Regions from separate parts of the Rattus norvegicus genome. Here region 1 is linked to region 2. A link is a contact called in public Hi-C data. All regions are on one chromosome and are shown on one strand. Each heading gives the region's core, a stretch centred on a gene start, on an enhancer-like site or on the middle of the called end of the contact. The rest is flanking DNA. Distances are from core to core; before and after follow the strand shown. Region 1 has its middle 8.3 kb from the start of Gpr15lg. Region 2 overlaps Ccser2 (coiled-coil serine-rich protein 2).

Evidence for each region. Hi-C and Micro-C count contacts between places; a contact is called where the count stands out from the background.
Region 1: a contact with region 2 is called in a Hi-C map of the A7r5 cell line, with 2.5 times the contacts expected there. The contact joins two enhancer-like sites. A contact is called at or near these places in 2 of 12 Hi-C or Micro-C datasets (the A7r5 cell line and Schwann cells) and 1 of 1 datasets of contacts at active chromatin or transcription factors (oligodendrocytes).

The regions. Positions count from the first base shown.
Region 1 is chr16:12,902,798-12,906,110 of GRCr8, reverse strand. No RefSeq gene overlaps it. Among named protein-coding and RNA genes, the nearest start is that of Gpr15lg, 8.3 kb to the right of the region's middle. Within about 2 kb of position 1,835, at least 6 of the 93 cell types and tissues checked have an H3K27ac peak or open chromatin away from gene starts, as enhancers often do. A contact at or near this core is called in the A7r5 cell line, where this site is marked.
Region 2 is chr16:12,724,818-12,727,956 of GRCr8, reverse strand. All of the region lies in intron 1 of Ccser2 (coiled-coil serine-rich protein 2), which reads left to right. Among named protein-coding and RNA genes, the nearest start is that of Ccser2, 20 kb to the left of the region's middle. Within about 2 kb of position 1,761, at least 11 of the 93 cell types and tissues checked have an H3K27ac peak or open chromatin away from gene starts, as enhancers often do. A contact at or near this core is called in the A7r5 cell line, where this site is marked.

The DNA.
Region 1 (3,313 bases), core at 586-3,085, 180 kb before region 2:
AACTAACAAAACAAACTTAAGTTGGCCTTGGGAAGTATTTGAATGAAAAATGTAATGGGGAGTGCTTCTTAGACTCCCTGAGCATTCTGTCCCCCGTCCAGGCCACCGTTCAGCTTCCCTGTGACATCAGATTTTGATACAGATCACTTGTTTGTGGCAAGGAGTTCTTCACTGAAGTTTGTATGTGTATTTACAGAGTAACTATTTTTGAGAAGTATTTATTACAGTAATCCATAAATAACTTTTAATCACTTTAAAGTACACTGAATGCTTATTTCTGAAATAAAATTTCTAGCCAAATGGTTAACGCTATACTTTTTTTCTACATGATATGTTCAGTCCATCTCACCAGAGTCTTGAATAGAAAAACAACTTGGGCTTTTACCATGCAGTACATTACTGCAGTCTGGTAAGACAGGAGAGCTGTGGCTAGATGGCCTGCGTTCATTTGGATCGTGACTGATTTCTTATATGACCCTAGACAAATGACCTAACCTCCCATGCCCAGTTCCCTCAACTTTAAGATGGAGACAACATCCCCCTGTGGGGTTAGTGCAGCTATGATTGGGCATTGTGTGAATTTTAGCTGTTGCAGTTGGTTTTTACCCCCTGCAGTAAAATCCAAATGCCTAATTTCTGTCTTTGTTCTAGTCTCCATAAAGTATCACTGTCATGTTAAGTTGAAATCTTAAAGGACCTGTTGTTTTCAGTAGCAGGTTAAAACCCAAAGTTTAATCTTTGATTTCATATAGTTATGAAAAGAAAAAAGTAGGATTTCAACAGTAGTGTCAGGTAGAAATGAATAAGATGAAGGGTTCCTTTACATGTGTGGGTACACACATGCCATGGTGTCCTGCAGGCATATGAGGGTGGCTCCCTCCACCATCTTGGCTCTCAAGGTTTTAGCTCAGGTCGTTGAGGAGGAAAGCACCTTTTACCCACTGGGCCATTCTGCCTGCCTTGGCTCTTGTTTTATTTTAATGGCAGCGTTTTACAGTGTTTAGTGTCATTGCTGGAGCAATAAAGACTGTAAAATGAGTCAAATAAAATGTGTGTGGTTGGGTAGTAGTTATGCAAGTGGAAAACCTGATACCTTGGATCTTGACTATATATAATGGGTGAGTGGGTGACTTTATTTCCCTCACAAAATGGAGTTGACAGGCAAAATGATAGGTTTTTAGGCAAAACTGGAAATTTATCATTTGCAGTCTTCTCACACGCCCTTAATGATTACATAGAAGGATTTTGTTTTTTTTTTTTTTTAATTCATTTTGGGATGTTCTGGAGACACGCAAATATCAAAGTGATATATACATTCAGTTCATTCAACCTTCCCAACCCCAGGATCCCCTGTCTACCCGTTCAGTTTTTGGATTCTTTTTTTTTGTTTAGTCTTGGAAAGTTTTATACATTTGTCATAATTAGTCATTCATTCTTCCCCCTAGTTCCTCACTCCTTTGTGTACTCTCACTTGGTCTCTTTTTTAGTTATTAATAACCCAGAGTTCAATTGATGCTGCGCATATGTATGTGGTTACGTGGCCACTCAGAGGCATGAGTAACACAGCAACAACCATGTCCCTGGTGGAGAGTGGACTCTCCCTTAGCTGTCATCAACTACCAACAATTTCTAGGATGGTGGGACCTCAGAGAGCCTTTCATTTATACTGAAATTTTGACTGGCTGGGTCTTGGTGCAGGTAATCACATGCTGTGAGTTGAAGTCTATACTAGTCATGTTCAGAAGTCAGACAGTTCACTCTCTCCAACATGTCTGTGCACAGCCTGTGAAGTTCCCCGGGCCTTGGATGTTGGAGGTCGCTGTAGATGATTCATGCACAGCTGAGCACCAACTTAGTGACAGCTTTGGCGGTCAGAATCCGCATTACCCGGTACCCACTGTAAAAAGCCTATCTGACCAAAGTTGAAAGCAGCGGTAGTCTGTGGGTATTACACATTTGGAAGTTAGCTTGACATTTTAGGAAAAACAGCAGATTTTATCCCCTGTGGTGTATGATCTTCAAAGTTAAAGGCATCTACCTAGGTTTTTAGTACCAGGTATAAAATCCCTGTCATGGCATGGGCCTCATATTCTATCAGAAAGCCCTTGGTTACCTTCAAAACCTTCATGCCCATCTTTGCATCAATGGCCACATCTTGCCCACAAGTCAGTATTGTTGCATTCAGGGTCCAGCATCAAAAAGCAGCAGCCTGCACACCACTTTATAGCACTGTGTAAGTTAGCCAACATGTAGTGTATTCTGGCCATTTCAAGGTTGGGTTTTTGTATGCCCCGAGCAATGGGGTTTTGCCATCTAGTTTTGGTGGGCAACAAAAAGCAATGTCAACAGCTTACTCAGGGTGCCTCCCAGGCATACCAGACCAACCACTCAGGGATCCTGTGCTTGTTACTGGGAGCAGCATTTTCTGCGCATTCCGTTCAAACTCCTTTCATATATATATTCAGTTACAAACTTGTTGGTTTCCATAAGGCTTCTTCATTTTTTTTTAGTTTTTGGCTAGAACCCCCTCAACGCTCTCCTTAAAGTGATCACCCTATGTTCACTTAGTCCCAAGAACTCTATCCTCCCTGTTTTCCTGTAACCTGAATTCTACTGTTCCCTCTATTGGGGCTTTTTTCTTTGGTTAGGAAATCCTGAGTTTCCATACAGCCACATATGTCTGCCATGCCACCTTCACTTTGAGGAGACTTCTTGCCAACCATATTTCCTCCTTCCCTACCCCTTCCTTTTTTGAACCTTTCCACCCCCCAGTGTCCCCTGTCTGTCTGTATTTTACTCTCCTCTCCCTTAAGGCAGCCAGTTACATTCTGAAAACACACTGAATAGGTTGATCTTGGCAATGCAGAATGATTGAGAGTGGATGATGAATGGAAGTTAAGAGCTTAACCGGTTAATGTGATCTGTTTTCAAGACTATGAAATTTGGTAGTCCTTGAAGGAAATCTTGGTACACACTGCAAAAAAGGAATGAATGGCTCTGAATGCTTACAACTGTGCCAGTAACCAGGAGAGATCTACTGGTTTCAAAAGGAAGCACTTGGCATGTATCACCCAGGGCTTAAGGCAGAGACCCTTGCTAGAGGTAAGGAATGTTAAAAGGTCTTGAAAACACTGTGGGTCTTCACAGCTCCAGTCACTCTTCAGATGTTAGCACACCCAAGTGACTCATAAATGACGCTCAGAGAGATTACTATATCTATTAGACACTCTTTAAGTAACAATGACTCAAGATCACCCAGGAAAAAAAAGGATTATCCAAAGTAATTTTAACATGTTCTGAGAAGTGTTGATAC
Region 2 (3,139 bases), core at 512-3,011:
CAGGGGATCCCAGGCACTACCATAACTTGCCAGACGTCTTTCTAATGGTCCACTGACTTGTTTTTAGTTTAGTATCTTTTCCTTTGTGTAGGATTTCTCCTTCAGTCTGTATTTCAAAACTTTCACATAAGCCAGTTGTACCTCTCTGAGTGAGTGAATTGCAACAAATTAAGGGGGCCCTTCCTTCAAAGGAGAAGGTGAATTATGTTAGTCCAGAGCAAAGTGAGGTCACCATGTCATGGCTTATGTCACAGTCACTTTTTGGATATCAAAATTCCTCTTAACATTTTAGTCCATCCATTGGATTTAGTTTTCAGTGTATGTCCTTATATTTCCTTTTTTTAAAAAAAAAATAACATTCTTTATATTTGTGTGTGTGTGTATGTGCGTGCGCTCATGCGCGCTTGCGTGTGATTTAATGTTTGGTCTTTGCTGGACCAGTTTCTCTGTATGTGACTCATGTGCATACTATATATAGTAATGACATATCAAGGATACCCAATAAATAGCAAAATAAATGTATAGTGGTATGAGGAACATTGTACTGGTATTTTGGAAAACATGCATTAATTGTTCTAGAAAAGAGAATGTTCTTTATTGTACATTTCTAAGTATGTTTTTACTTTCAGCCCGTGTTTTATTCCCCGTTGGTGGTAGAATTGAAATGTATAGAATTCATAGAGAACATTTGTTGCTTCTTTTGCTCCCAGGGATTTGGAAGATATATTTAACTACAAAATAAGACATCTTAACCACCACCCCCCCCCCCCCCAGTTTCTATAGTATTAGGTCAAAAATCATGTACTGTCAATACTGTGCTTGGAAATTCAGAAGATGTTCAGTGTAATCTGGTTGAGCACTAGTTGAGGTAGTTACATGCTTGTCTTCTGATTATATGCTACCATACACGGAGTGGCTTGCATGTGCTTCGGTAGGCGCGCGCACAGAGACTATTGAAGCACATTGTCTTCCCTAATGTGTTCACTTGCATGAAGTGATGGAGAGACTCATCTACACTACTGATGTTTTTCTGGCCTTAGGAAGTAACTTTGCTTTGTCTAAATTAAAAAGTGTATCTGATCGAGAAGCTGACAGACTACAAGTTGAAGGCCAATTAATCTTTCCTTTCCCTACTTCTTAGTGTGTAAACTTTTTAGTCTTTGTTTAGTTTTCCTGAGTGGTCTAAAAAATTCTGTTACTGGGAATTTGTTTAGGGATCCTTTTTAAGTTCTACACATTTCATTTGGATAATGTGTTTCTTCTGAGTTTATAAGTCTCTCTTTGTCTGTTGAAAATCTGAGTCCTTTTTCATGTAGACAATTTTCACATTCAAGATTTAACTGGTTATGTCCAGTGTTACTTAGAATTTTCCTGTTCCTAACCTTTCTTGTAAACTCTCAGGTATAACAGTCAAGAGACTTGAGTAGCTTCAGATTGTTTCATAGGCAAGGGTGTTTCATAGGCGACTCTGTATTTCTTTTCATTCACAACAGGATGTCAGAATTGGTTTTACTTTACTGTGTTCTTTTACTGTGTTGGAGCCTGTCAAAACTACTAAAATTAATTTTTCATTGAAAACAAAACTTCTATGCATGTCTCTCTGAATTTGGCAAGCCTCTCTAGGGAAATGGAATGAATAGAATGTGTATATATTATAAAAGATTTATTGTGTATTATAAAAAGATTTATTAGCCCATGATAGGGCTTGCATAGTCCAACAATGACTACCTTTATGCTGGAGAGGCTTTTAGAAGTCTGTAACTGCTAGGTCCACGAATCTGAATGGTTTAGCAGGTTCAGTCCCGTGCAGAAGGCCTGTAAGCTCTTTGGGAGTCTCATTACTAGGTCTCGTTTGGAAGGCTGCAGAAGCCAATAGCAGAATGAACATACACACTTGCTCAGGGAGAAGTGGAGATAGGCAGGAGCACTGGCCTTCCCTCGGATCTCTTTCTGTCGGGGCTACCTACTAGAAGGGGCTGCTCACTCTGACGCTGAGTCTTGCCTCCTTCCTTAGTTAGAATTTCATTGCTGTGAAGAGACACCATGTCCAAGGCAACTCTTATAAAGGAAAACATTTAATTGTGGCTAACTTGCAGTTTTAGAGGGTTAGTCCATTATCATCCTGGCAGGAAGGAAGGCAGTGTCAGGCAGACATGGTGCTGGAAGAGCTGAGAGTTCTACTTCTTGATCTGAAGGCAGCCGGGAGGAGACGGTCTTCTGCAGGCGGCCGGCCTCAGTGGGCAGATTTCCACACTGGGCACAGCTTGAGCATGGGAGACCTCAGAACCCACTCATACAGTGCCTCCCACAAGGCCACACCTGCTCCAATGAGGCCACAGCTCCTGATAGTGCCACTCCCTATGGCCAGGCATGGAAACACATGAATCTATGGAGGCTAAACTTATTCAAACCACTACACCTCCTCAGCTCATCTTCCCTGGAAACATCTTCACAAATGTGCCAGAAGGGCGTCTTTTCAGTGATCACACATTTTATCAAATTGACAGTCAAGATTTACCATCACATCATCCTTACGTACTGTGTCTGTTTCACGTGTTTATCATGTGTAATATGTAGAACAAATATGGTGGAGTAATGCACACTAAGTCAGATCTACAGTGTGTGTGCTGCTAGTGGATTCCCATACCAGCAACACTCCATTCATGTTAGTCACTCACATTGCTGGTCTCTTACTCATTTTCTGTGGCCTTTACCTAACCACTCATTTAATTTAATCTGAGGACCTTTCTCCTAGCAGGCCCGATACAGACCGCAGTATTAAACAGTTGAACGTTGTGATTTGAAGCAGCACTATGTAAAAGTGCATTTATTTGTTATGTCTGCATCCCACCTTATTCAGTAGCTACCGAGGTATTGATTAATAGGCTTGGCCTTTATTCCATCAGTGGCACCAGGTTCTTTTCCTGGCCTTTAGCATGTTAATGACATTTGCATGCTCGGTTTGGATACCTAAACATTGGTAACATTTGGAAGGAAATAGTGTTTGGGCAGAAGAGTTTCTGATTCCCCTTTCAATGTTAGAATTCTTGCTGTCTTCTCAATTCCAAGTTGAGCAAGTGTGCACTTTGAGTGGAAATTGATTAAGATGATGAGTGCTCCTGGAGCACAAATTCCCTCA